Linked DNA regions of Mus musculus: all the other regions are linked to region 1. The links are chromatin contacts, called in public promoter capture Hi-C maps. All regions are on one chromosome and are shown on one strand. The core of a region is the stretch at or near the end of the contact, and the rest is flanking DNA. Distances in the headings are between cores, read along the strand shown. Region 1 holds the start of Ercc4 (excision repair cross-complementing rodent repair deficiency, complementation group 4). Region 2 holds the start of Nubp1 (nucleotide binding protein 1). Region 3 holds the start of Emp2 (epithelial membrane protein 2). Region 4 holds the start of Mcm4 (minichromosome maintenance complex component 4).

Region 1 (2,957 bases), core at 398-2,897:
CACAACCATCCATAATGAGATCTGACTCCCTCTTCTGGAATGTCTGAAGACAGCTACAATGTACTTACATATAATAAATAAATAAATTATTAAAAAAAATCTTTAAAAAAAGTTTTCTACTACCTAGAAACTACTTCCAGCCAAAGTCGGGTTTTGAGACAAGGGATTCCTCTCTGCAGACAACACTTTAGACTGTTAGATCAGTATTGATACTTCCTAGAGAGATGCCAGAATGTCCATAGGTCCAATGGCCCATTAGTCTCTCAGTCTAATGCCACTTTTCTGGGCATCTTACATTGCACAAAGTACCATGCCAAGCACTGTAGATTCCTGGGGAATCCAACAGGGCCTCAGCCTTTAAAGGAGTTGTTAGTGACTCTTCTCAGCTGACATTTTCTTCCTGGCCACTACACCTAGGGGATCATCAGATTCATCATGCTAGGCTATGTCCACATCTCTCAACATCCGCAGCAAGGCATGTCTCATTCCACTGTCCTCAGGATCACCTGTTCTCTGTAACCCAGATTGATCGCTCCCTTAGCTTTAACTTCTGCACCCCCACCCCCATTTCCCTAATCCCTCTTCTTTTGTTAAGTCTCAAGGTCTCCTTTTCTACTAGAAAGTAATAACTCTCAGAGACCCTATCATCCTCGTCATTGTCCTTTTAGGGACCACACTCTGTCCTCCAAACACCCTTATATCCAACTTCAAACTCAAACACTATTCCTACCCAGATTCTGATACCGTCTCTCCTTTGCAGTGCAATTCAATCCACTACTCTACCTCAATGTGTAGCCTACTCGCCCCTCTCCTTTTCAGTGTTAAGGAGTGTGTGGGACCCGTATTCTCAGTGTCCTCAAACTGTGTCTGGGCCCTGTATTCAATGCTCTCCCATGTCAATAGAGGAACCCAAGACTTTCTTGGGATGCATTCTATACTTGGCAGTCATCCCGCAGTGTCAGAGTCCAGGATCTCCTTCCAGGACCCTCACTCAATGCCCTCCCTTGTCGTGGCAGCCACTTCAATTTCCCTGGGGTTCCCTTCCCTCCTTCGCAGCGACTTGGAACTGTGTAGGTGCCCCGCATCTCCCCCCTGGGATCTTAATTCATTCCCTTTCGTGCCCTGTTTAAGATCTGCATGGGCTCGGAGTCCCTGCAACCGTACAGCTCCGCGTTCCTACCGCGCCGATCTCGCATCGGATGTCCCCCAAACCCTTGGGTCTACCCATCCCGCAGTCGCACCTCCTCGGCCGGCTGCGTGTTGAGCACCAGCACCAGGCAGGCCGGGTGGCAGTGAAGCCGCAGGAAATGGTAGAGGAGCCGGTCGGTGCCGAGTCCGCGGGCACACACCACCAGCCCGTCGCTGTCGAGCAGTTCCAGCACCTGCTGCCTCTCGTACTCCAACAGCGGCGCCATACTCCGCCGTTCGCCCGACAGGCCTGGCTCCATGGGCGCCCTTCCGGGACCGCGGCCGCACGCTGACGGAAAGAGCCGAGTCCAGCCGAACGCTGGCCGAACGCAGGGAGAGACGCCAGGGCCGAAGGAGCGCAGAACAGATGTAACTGCAATGGCCGACTGAGAGAGGCCGGATGTAGCCGAAGGGAGCCGAGTTCAAGAGAGCCAACCGATTGTAGCCGAAAAGGAATCGAGGCGGGGACAAGTGTGGCCGGAATGTGCCCGAGCCCAGGGCAGGTCTACCCGAACTCAGCCGAGAGGCGCAGAAAGCGTTAGCGCGCGTGCGCGCGCGTGTGTTTAGGTTCCCCATCCTTTGGCTCTCTAGACCTAGGCATAAACTAACAAAATGCAAACAGAGAAGTCTAATCCGCGTAATCCTCCAATACCGACAGTTCAGAATGTTGCTGTCAGTATTCCAAGTGCATCCAGAATCGACATCGTTTTCCTAGTGTGAGGGTTTTGTCTCTACTTTTGCAAGTATTCCTCCCCCTCCCCGCCTTGAAAATTTTTAATAAGCACAATACCTTATGAGTTTCAGTCTCTTGTTTGCAAAGGTCTTGAACTCAGTAAGTTATTTTACAAAGCCTCCATCAGGTGCCAGTTGCAGCCGCGTTCCTTCCACTAGAGGGACATCTTGGGTCGTGTTTGTAACTACCTAAAAAAACCTCCAGGTAAGCAATCTAGGAGGCATTCTCTCTCAGAATTCTCCATTCCCCTTTATTTTCAGCCCATACGAAATACAAATGAAGGCAAAATAGGATTGTTCCATTACTCAGGAATAACCATGGTTAACAACATACTTTTGCGTGCCCCCTACCCTCTGCCGCTGCTCAGTTTGTGCGGCTGCTTGCCTGCTTAATTATATGAAATAATAAACAACCAAGATTCGAAACCAGATTTTTGGTTTCTCCAGGTGGGACAGGCTATCTCACTTGTTGAAGTAAATTCAAGGCCAGCCTGAGCTAGAGATGGAGACCTCCAGCACAAATATAAAGGGTGTTAGGATGTAACTTAGTGGTAGATCCTGAGTTCCGTCACAAATTTTCCCTAAATCTCTGTCCTTTATGTGGCTGGGTTTTCTGTAATGTGGAGGCATATACTTGTCTAGTTACTGGAGAACGTTTAGTTGGCTCCCACTCCTCCCACCAGCACGCAACATAGCATTTCACTAGCTTAGTTCATACAGAAGTTCACTCAAACCCTCAAGGTACGTTTCTCGAATGGACGATTAGTGGGAGAAAAAGGACACATTTATTTGAGTTTGCTCGACCTTCATTACATTGCCTTCCCGTTTACCAATCTCCCTTCACATCAGCCGCTGCAAGTGGATTTGTTTTCTCTCTCTCCTCTGCTTCTTCCAGCGTTTTCCTTCTGTCTAGTCACAGTTAAAAGAGCATCTAATAATTTCTGCATCTTCCTGAAGTGGACAGAGATGCCTGCAGACGCTTTCCGCGCAGCATGTCTGGGAGCCAGGAGATAATGCCTGCAGTTCAACAAGCCGGT
Region 2 (3,123 bases), core at 68-2,567, 2.7 Mb after region 1:
GATGATCAACTCCAATGTCCCCAGGGCTGCAGATGGGAAACTCACAGGCTCTCAGAAGCAACCATCCCAGCAACGTACTGGGTTTCCAATGTCACGTCTTGTTTCAAATCTTTACAGACTACACTGTGGGGAGACTGGTCTTCACCATGAGGGCATTCTTGCTCAAGATCAGTTTTCAGGAGACTCAACAACCAAACCCAGCCTCTCTCTGAAAAGCCTTCCTTCCAGCTAGGCTTTCAGTCCTCCTCGCCCTGGAGATGGCCCCTCACAGTGCTGATCCCTGGTGAGTTTAACGTGCCTGCTCCTGCTTCCTCCCCACTTTGCTCTCAGTCCCCCATCTGTCTCTCCACTGAGATAATGAACATTCATGTCTGCTGAAAGATAGACTCCTTAACAGGAGGGTCCTTCTCTCTGCCACAGAGAGAGCAGAGCCTCTGTGACCTGTGATGGACATGTGCCAGGACTCAGGCCTGAAAGATCTCAGTATTTTTCCATTCTCCTCTCTGTGCTTGGCCTTGTGGATACTGAGGTAGCGGTTATTACTTAAGCCCTGTACCTGCCCGACATCACTTTTATCTATTCTATCCTTCTTTGAGGTCCTATTTACTGATTTTTTTTTTTTTTTTAATAAAGACAGGGTCTCATCTAAGCCCGGGGTTAGCCTCTTAAATGCTGAGATTACAAACATGTGCCAACACACTCGACCTAATGTTCGTTCGTTCATTCATTCATTCATTCACTGATTCATTCATTCACTCATACAGGGTCTCATCCTGTAGTCCAGGCTGGCTTTTAACTTGTAGCCATCCTCCTGCTTCTGCCCCTCAAGTTCCGGGGGAACAAGCCTGTGCCGCCAAGCTTATTTTAATGCCCCCTTCGGTTCCCTGTCTACCGCAGATCAGACTAAACCTCCATTTCCATCACTGTTTTTCCGCTATTTGATTTTTAAAACCTCCCTCTCGCTCAAGCTCCGCCTTCTACGCCCTCCCCCCAACCAATTAGAATACTGCCCACTAGCCGCTGCCATTCACCCTCAAGTCCCGCCCCTTCCACTTCCTGATCTGCCCGCCGCTTCCTCACCGGGATCCGGAGCAGCGCCGGCTCCGGATGCGCACAGCCTCTGGTTGGGGCATCCCTGGCACGAGGCTCCTCGGCCGGCCTGGGCGCTGTCGGCCCCGGGGCAGCCTGCGGGAAGACGAAGGCACAGTCAGAGTGGTTCGGTCCCAGCGGGACCACCCACACGTCCTGCGATAGCTCACCGTGGGGCGCCTCCTCCATGCTGCCGCTCTTGCCCGGGCTGCGCTCGCCGGAACCTCAGGGGCGTGTTTCCGCCTCGCAGGTCCAATCTGACCCCCCGGCCGCGGGAACTGTCTCGCCAGACCAGGACTGCGCACGCGCAAAACCGTGTGTGCAGTGGGTGGGATTCCTATGCCTCTTCCCGCTAAAACAGGGCGAGACTCAGAAATATATGATACCTGAGCAAATGAAGTGGCTCTAACGATTAAAGATTCTGTTGAGCCAGCCTGTATCCAAATCCCAGAACTCATAGGGAAAGCGAGGATGGACTCTTACACATAATGCAGGTTTTTGATTCTGTTTTTGTTTTTGTTGTTGTTTTGTTTTTTTAAGTATGGTTTTTGTCGCCAACGAACGTTATTCTCCGTGGCCTCAGTGTTGATGCAGTACTACTAATAAAAGTACAATCAATGTCAATATTTACTCAGTTTCAAATAATCTGCCCTACCCTAGATTCTGTTACAGGCTGGGATTGTGGCTCAATTGGTAGAGTGCTTGATCTATCATGCATGAGGTCCTATATTTAGTCCCCAGCACTGAAACAATACAGATCCAACAAAACACTTTGTCCGTCCCTCTCTATTTCTTCTCTGTTCTCCTCTCCTCTCTTCTGCTCAAGCTGATCTTGAATTAATGATTTTCTTGCCATGTTTGGCTAAGAGGGGAGACTTTATAAAGGGGTGTAGCTCAGTGGTAGAGTACCTGTCCAGCAAGTGAAAAGCCATAAATTCAATCGCCAGCAGTGTAAGTTCTCATTTGATCCTCCTGCCTCCGTCTTTCAGTTGCTGGGATTACAATGTGCACCACCAGCATTCCTGGGCTGACACCCCCGCCCTCTTAAAATTGCTGTGCTATTTAGAAAAATACTTTGTTTTGTGTTTTGTTGCTTCCCCTCAGATCTGTTCAGTGAAACCTCTTCAAACCCACTCCTGTGCCCCCACTGGGAGCTTTCCCTAGCTTTCTCTCACTTCTGCAGGTCCCCACTGTCCTTGCTGCTACCATTTCTCCTGTATGTGTCTGTGAGTGTTTAGACAAATGGCCTGTCTGTGTCTGTGGAGCAGTGTTTAGACTCCATGAAGACATCCTGTCCATGGTCACAGCCATGGGAGCTTGGCTGCATGCAACTTTGGCACAAGATGGTGGTGGTTGTTACTGTTTTCATTGAACGATTCTAAATATTTTTCATTTATTTTTGAGATTATAATTACATCATTTCTCCCTTCATTTTCCTTCCCCCAAACCTTACCACCTCTCCTTGCTGTTTATCAAATTCATGGACTTTTTTTTTTTCATTGTTATTGTGACAGGGCCCCAGACCTTAGCACAACTGACTCCATGATGGAAGTGCCATTCAGGCTGTAACACTCAGCACATAGACAGCAGCACCTGCCAAAATGAAAACAAAGACCTAATCCACCAAAGTCCATGACTCTGGGAAAGTCTCTAACTGTACTAACCTCTCTTTTTTGCTTCTGTAGAGCTGATTCTGGCTATCTGTTCTTGTTACTGAAGTAGGTTAACCCAGAACATGGTTTTTGTGCCTAAAAGTTTATTCCAAGAAAGGCTCAGTGCTCCACTGGGATACTGAATAGCAAAATCTTCCCATTAGCTTAAACCCATGTCTGAACAGTCATCTCTGATGAATACCCCACAACATTATTACATATGCTACATATTACATTTAAAAACATACACACACACATACACACATACAATCTGTTCACTCTGTATAAAAGATACTTGTATATCTATTTTTAAAGGTGACCATTCCGTTGGTGTGCTCTTCCATGGGGAGGACTATTCTTCCAGTCTCAGCATTCCTGTAGA
Region 3 (3,340 bases), core at 428-2,927, 2.8 Mb after region 1:
GGTATGGTGGTGGTGCATTTTCCTGACCACCATGTGGGCATGGCCATCCCTGGGTCCTTTCCCAGGTCCAGGTGGGCCTGGACTATATACGGTACTGAGCAAGTCAAAGGCCATAGTCATCAGCCTTCCTCCACAGTCTGCACCAGCTCCTGCCCCAGGTTCCCACCTGAGCTCTGCTTTTCCTGAAGTGTGAGGTGCAACCAATCCTTTCTTCTCTGAGTTGTTTTTGGACCTGGTGTTTATCACAGCAGCAGGGGCAGAGGATAATAAGGACACTTGCCACTAGATGTGAGGACCTGAGTTCTCTCCTCAGGATCTATACAGTGGAAGGTTCTCTCTGCTCTCCATGTGTGCTCTCCATACACACAAGCAAATAAGTAAGTGAACAAATGTAATTAAAAAAATACTGAAAACAGAAATAACTGATGTGGCAAGAAGGCTCTGACAGGTGAAGGCACTTGCTGTCCAAGCCTGGTGGCCTGGTGATCCTCAGGAGCATTGCCAAGAAGGAAGGAGAAAATCAGCTCTTCAAAGTGCATGCGCGCGTGCACACACACACACACACACAGAGAGAGGGGGGGGGGAGAGAGAGTGAGGAGAGAGAGAGAGAGGAGAGAGAGAGGGGGAGAGAGAGAGAGTGAGGAGAGAGAGAGGGGGGGAGAGAGAGAGAGAGAGAGAGAGGAGAGAGAGGAGAGAGAGGGGAGAGAGAGAGAGGAGAGAGAGGAGAGAGGGGGGGAGAGAGAGAGAGAGGAGAGAGAGAGGGGAGAGAGAGAGAGAGGAGAGAGAGGAGAGGGGGGGGAGAGAGAGAGTGAGGAGAGAGAGGGGGGGGAGAGAGAGGAGAGAGAGGGGAGAGAGAGAGAGAGAGGAGAGAGAGGAGAGGGGGGGAGAGAGAGAGGAGGGGAGAGGGGAGAGAGAGAGAGGAGAGAGGAGAGGGGGGAGAGAGAGAGAGAGAGGAGAGAGAGGAGAGAGGGGAGAGAGAGAGAGAGAGGAGAGAGAGGAGAGAGAGGAGAGAGGGGGGAGAGAGAGAGAGAGAGAGGAGAGAGAGGAGAGAGGGGAGAGAGGGGAGAGAGAGAGAGAGAGGAGAGAGAGGAGAGAGAGAGGGGAGAGAGAGAGAGAGAGAGAGAGAGAGAGAGAGATTAAAAGTGCTTAAGAAAAGAAAAAGAGAAAGCAAGGATACAATGCCCAATTGAGATCACAACTTGGATCCTCTATATCAAACTTCTCAGGCCTGGCCAGGCTTGAAGGAATCTTAAGACTGGTCCTTATGGTGGTCTTACTTCGGGGAAGGAATTGATTTTTCAGTTATGGCTTGGCTCATATCAACTCAGCCTCTCCAGGAGGCACCGAGTGTGGCCTTTAGGCCTCAGGACAAGGTCCCGCCACGCCTTCCTTTTCTATCATAGGAAACTGAGGCAGGAGAGATTAACAACCAGCTAAATTAGTAAGAGACAGAGAGGGCTGCTCGGAAAGAAGTGGAAATCTCAGGGTCCTGACCCTGCAGTCAGGAGAAGAGGGGCGGCAGAGATGAGAAGGGCAGCGATGATCCCAGCAGGAGACTTCCAGCTCCCTCGAACTTTACAGAGTGCTGCTGGACGGCCCAGCAAGGGGAGGTGGGGGGGGGGGGGGCGCCCGGCCTCCCGTGGTCCCGCCCCCTGGATCGGCGGCTCCTGACATCACGGGCGGGCAGGGAGGCGGGCTAGGGAGAGGGCGGCAGGGAGGAGGCTCGGCAGCCCGGAGGGCGGAGGACGCCGCGCAGTCCCAGCCCCAAGCTTCAAAACAGCCGGCGCCTCGCCCCACGCGCAGCCCGCCACTGTGTCCAGACGCCCGTGCCCGGTGAGTTGGGGGCGCGACAAGGGACTGCGGTGACGTCGGGGTTCCGGAATGACAGGGAGCAGTGTGCCCTCTTTAGGAATCGGGACAGGCCAGGGGATCCGTGCTTGACGGGGAAGGGTTGGGGTGCGGTTCGTGCGGCAGTCCCGTTGCTCCTTCTCCAGATTTCTGTGGCGCAGACCTTCCCTTTGGTGCCCCCCAAGGCCACCCTGCCACCCCTGGGTGGCATTCGCCACCTTTTGCGTCCAAGTGGGCGGGAAAAGTCTGGGAAAGAGTCAGGGCGGATCCCCTCTCCACCATCGCTGGCCCAAAGCTCTGAACTCCAGAGTAGCCCACTTGTTGCCTGTTGTACTCAGCGTCTGATTCCCAAGCAGTACCAATCAGACAGGACCTGGTCCTCGGGTCCCTGAGGGCCGCGCACTCCTCCGGGTCTGGGCTCCGTGGCGCCCCACAGCGGCGAGGGGGCAGCTTCCTTGGGTTCTTAACGGTGTCCCAGCCTGGGGGGTAAGCTCCAAGGATGGCCCCCCTGCCTGCTCTTGACTACTGTGGCAGATCTGTGGGCTTTAAAGGGAAGAAGGGATGGCACCCATGATTCCACGGGAAAAGGAGGTATAACTGAGTGTGCATGCCAAGCTTGGAGAAGGACTGAAGCATCTAGGTTCAGTTCAGGAGGGTCCCACTACTATGAGGCATCTAGAACCTACAAGTTCAAAGGCAATCCAGAGTGGGTGGTGATCATTGCCAGGCGATGGAGATGGCTGGGATTTTGGACTATTTAACAGGTACAGATTTAATTGCGGATGATGGAACGTTTTGAGTATAGATAGTAGTGGGCGTCACTCAACATTGCTGGTTCATTTCAGGCCATGTGCTTGTAGAATTACAAATGGTTTACATCATAAATGCTGTGCTCTTACCACAATGAGAGGCACAAAAGACGCCTCTAGCCGCCTCTGCTTGAGCATTCCGAATCAGAGAGAAATTCCAAAACCTAGACATGGAGGCTGACCACCTCTCCCTGGAATGTCACTTTCAAATAATGTAAGGGGTTCAGTAGGATGGATCCATGCAGGTTACAGGAGAGACCCAAGGGAAGAGAATGTGGAAGGCCAATGGGAGTATGCATTGGGCTTCTCCCGCCTCCTCCCAGAAAGCCTTATTCTGGGAGACACCTGGCCTAGAGACCTGGCAGAGTTAGCTACTCAAGGCTGTGAAGCCACACCTTCACCCTGTCTTCCCCGTGACTCCACTCATTCCCACCAGGAGATACCTCAGTGGGCTGCAGGAAATGGGGAGAGACCTTGTAAGAGGTGTGGGTCCCCTGCAAGGTATTGGGCAGATAGATACCCGGCCCACAGCCCAGGGAGGCACTAGGGGTGGCCAGAAAGTGCAGAACCTGTTTTTCCTCCAAGGGGTTTTGGATCTTTACCACCTCCACCCCCACAAGAATGGAGAATCAGAGAGAGCCGGTCACACAGCCTGGAGCCTTCTCTGTCCCTCAAATGCAGAA
Region 4 (3,014 bases), core at 397-2,896, 2.5 Mb before region 1:
TAATCAGCTCCTGTTACAGTATTGCCAGCTGCTGCCCACAGAAGAGCTGCTGTCCACAGAGGAACCTGATGTGAACGTTTACCAAGTCGATCCCGATGGTGAAAACCAGCTACCCCCCAAAATTGACACCCTAGACAACAGGAAGCAGCTTAAGAGACACAACACCCTTGCTCCCTTTTCACCATGGCTTTCCCCTCCCTTTTTCTTTCCTTCTCTTTATTATAACAAGGGAGGTATGTTGGCATCAGGACCTCCCAAACCTATGACATCACATAGGCGACAGCAAGGCCAGCAGACCTGTTGCCAAGACATCAGGCACCATATTCCCAGAATATCCACTTGGCTCACCTCCCACCTTTACCTGTGTTGTCATTTTCCATATAAATAAAGGGAATGTCCCTCCCTCTCTCACTCTCTCTCTCTCTGCGCCTTCTCTTTCTGCCACCCCCTCCAAACCTCTTACACGTGGAACTGTTTTTGGCCCAGTGTGCTGTGTTCAGATTCGAGCCTCTATTTTAACACATCAATTACTAAATGGTTAAAAAGAGCAAGGCACGTGTGGTACCTCACATCTATAACCCCAGTATTTGAAGGCTTGTTCTACATACATAGTAAATTCCAGACTATCTTGGGCTATAGCCCAAGATAGGAAATACCTAACCTAAAAAATAAAAATGTCTACAGAATTGCATGACTTTCATTAATTTTTGCAATTATTCTGAAAACATGGTGCAACGAAAAAAGGATTTTTGTCAAGGTCCTATTGAGTTCAAGCGAGTTTATTCTGGAAGAAAATACTTCCATCTTGCACTCTCATCCAACTTTGGATAAAAATGACTACCAAACTTGGTGGTCATTTTCCAACACCTGTTTTAAAGCATCTTCCTCAGATACTAGGAAGAGAGCAGTATACACATCTACCAATTCCATAAACTTTACGGGACGTTGACTACACGCACCACGGAGAGAAACGCTGAGCCCTGCGTCTAGGGACCTTACCCACCCTGCACTGCAGAGCTAGTGCTCAGCACGCACTCCTGCCCCAGACTACGAATCAGCTGGTAACTGGCCCCGGCAGCACTGCAGCGGTCTGCTGCGGACAGGAACTCCTGCAGCTGCAGTAGCCAACACCGTACGCCGGTTCCCTCCTCCGCCATCACGCCGGCACCGCTTCGCGCATGCGCGTCTCAGCACTCTAGCCAGCTCTTCCCTGAAGGCCCAGCCGGAACTGCTCCCTTATACTCTCGCGGGGGTGGGGGGGTGAAGACGCGCACCGGCCTGCAGATCTGTAGCGTTTAACATGTACACATCGGAATGCAAAGGGACAGAACCAGTCTAACCATGCGGAGATATCACAGATTGGTGTTTGCACTCGGGACAACGCAAATGTAAACACACAAGGGAGTTGTGCCGGCCCCGGGTTTCCCGCCAAAACGCAATCCCGCTGCAGGCTGGCCCATCCAAGGCGAGGGGCGTGCAAGTGAATCTAGGCTGTAATTCCTAGGTAGCGGTCGAGAACTCCCCCTCCGGCTTGCAGTGGCGCCTTCCGGAGGCGGAGCTACACGCCTTTGCCGCTGTGATTGGCCGGAAACCTTTTCTCAGAGTTCACTTACGGCGCTTTCCGGAGGCGGAGCTACGCGCGCTTGCCTCTTTGATTGGCCAGGCGTCTTCGGTCGCTGTGACGACAGAGCGGCTGGCGGGAATCGCTTCACCCTGCGGGCCCAGGAACGTTCTCCTGGGTGGCGCAGAACCCTGACTCGCCGTTTTGTGCGCGTTTGCAACTAACCCGGATCCGAGGTACGAGAGGTCCCGGAGCGGGACAACTGAGAGCCAGATTTCTTTTGTCGCGCAGCAACCACAGCACCATGTCGTCCCCGGCATCCACCCCGAGCCGCCGCAGCAGCCGACGCGGACGAGTCACCCCAACCCAGTCCCGTGAGTTCCCTCCTTCATCTGCCCCCTTTCCGCCTCGTGTCTCTTCCCGCAGCACTGTGGAAAGTCCTGAGTCCTTCGAGCCTGGTGTGTGGTTGACAGGCCTTGAGCATATAGTAGCCTCTGTCACCCACATACTGGGCTCTCGTCTCCAGGCAGTCTGGCGTGGTCAGTTCAGTTGACCCACCTTTTCCTACACCTTGTCCCTCTGTTCCAGTTTGAGGGTTTTGGGGGGGGGGTGTTCTTGTTTAAGTAATATGACTACCCTAAGGCACTTCCTGGAAGACTAAGCTTGAGCGTTGATCGTCTTTTTTGTTTTGTATGACGGAAGTTCGAAGTGAGGAAAGCAGGTCGTCACCCAATCGGAGACGTAGAGGCGAAGATTCTTCCACCGGAGAGCTACTGCCAATGCCCACCTCACCAGGAGCCGACCTGCAGAGCCCACCTGCACAGAATGCCTTGTTTTCCAGCCCTCCTCAGATGCATTCTTTAGGTGGGTCAGCCGTCGGTTTTGCTGGTTTACCAGTTGCTATTATTCTGTGTGTACTGATAGATTCTTCACTGAAACACCTGAGGAGAGAAGCAGAGTTGGTACATTTTAGGACCTAGTGAGCAAAGAAAGCATACTTTATAGTAGAACTACAATTGGGGTATGAAAGATTGCAGTAAAGTATTCTGTTTAAATTGTCAAACAGCATTCCGGAATTGGGATTTGATGTGCTTATGGGGATTTCATGGTAAAGCTAAATATCTTGTCTTTATAGCTATTCCTTTGGACTTTGATGTTAGTTCACCATTGACATATGGCACTCCCAGCTCGCGAGTGGAAGGAACCCCAAGAAGTGGGGTGAGAGGCACACCTGTAAGGCAGAGGCCAGATCTGGGCTCAGCACGAAAGGGTTTGCAGGTGGATCTGCAGTCTGATGGCGTGAGTACAAAGCAGATCTCTGATGGTGTTACCTTGAGAGCATAAAGTAGGTCATCCCATTAACATGTTTCTATCCTCGCTTTCTCAATAGGCAGCAGCAGAAGACATCGTACCAAGTGAACAGTCTCTAGGCCAAAAGCTTGTGATTTGGGGA

Evidence for each region. Promoter capture Hi-C pulls out the DNA fragments that hold promoters and counts their contacts. Capture Hi-C pulls out chosen DNA fragments and counts their contacts.
Region 2: a promoter capture Hi-C map of adipose tissue shows a contact between it and region 1, with 3 times the contacts expected there. The contact joins the promoter of Nubp1 here to the promoter of Ercc4 in region 1. A contact is called at or near these places in 1 of 484 Hi-C or Micro-C datasets (CD4 T cells) and 1 of 9 other capture datasets (adipose tissue).
Region 3: a promoter capture Hi-C map of liver shows a contact between it and region 1, with 6 times the contacts expected there. The contact joins the promoter of Emp2 here to the promoter of Ercc4 in region 1. A contact is called at or near these places in 2 of 39 promoter capture datasets (liver and pre-B cells).
Region 4: a contact with region 1 is called in a promoter capture Hi-C map of pre-B cells, with 3 times the contacts expected there. The contact joins the promoter of Mcm4 here to the promoter of Ercc4 in region 1. A contact is called at or near these places in 1 of 39 promoter capture datasets (pre-B cells) and 1 of 9 other capture datasets (adipose tissue).

The regions. Positions count from the first base shown.
Region 1 is chr16:13,108,426-13,111,382 of GRCm38.p6, reverse strand. It overlaps Ercc4 (excision repair cross-complementing rodent repair deficiency, complementation group 4), which reads right to left and starts at 1,647. Exons shown (of 11, transcript NM_015769.2): 1 at 1,242-1,647. The coding sequence starts at 1,448.
Region 2 is chr16:10,410,132-10,413,254 of GRCm38.p6, reverse strand. Nubp1 (nucleotide binding protein 1) reads right to left here and starts at 1,317. Exons shown (of 11, transcript NM_011955.2): 1 at 1,260-1,317; 2 at 1,081-1,185. The coding sequence starts at 1,278.
Region 3 is chr16:10,312,305-10,315,644 of GRCm38.p6, reverse strand. Emp2 (epithelial membrane protein 2) reads left to right here and starts at 1,677. Exons shown (of 5, transcript NM_007929.2): 1 at 1,677-1,833.
Region 4 is chr16:15,636,032-15,639,045 of GRCm38.p6, reverse strand. It overlaps Mcm4 (minichromosome maintenance complex component 4), which reads left to right and starts at 1,646. Exons shown (of 16, transcript NM_008565.3): 1 at 1,646-1,935; 2 at 2,264-2,425; 3 at 2,697-2,860; 4 at 2,952-3,014. The coding sequence starts at 1,866. It overlaps Prkdc (protein kinase, DNA activated, catalytic polypeptide), which reads right to left and starts at 1,180. Exons shown (of 86, transcript NM_011159.2): 1 at 1,004-1,180. The coding sequence starts at 1,157.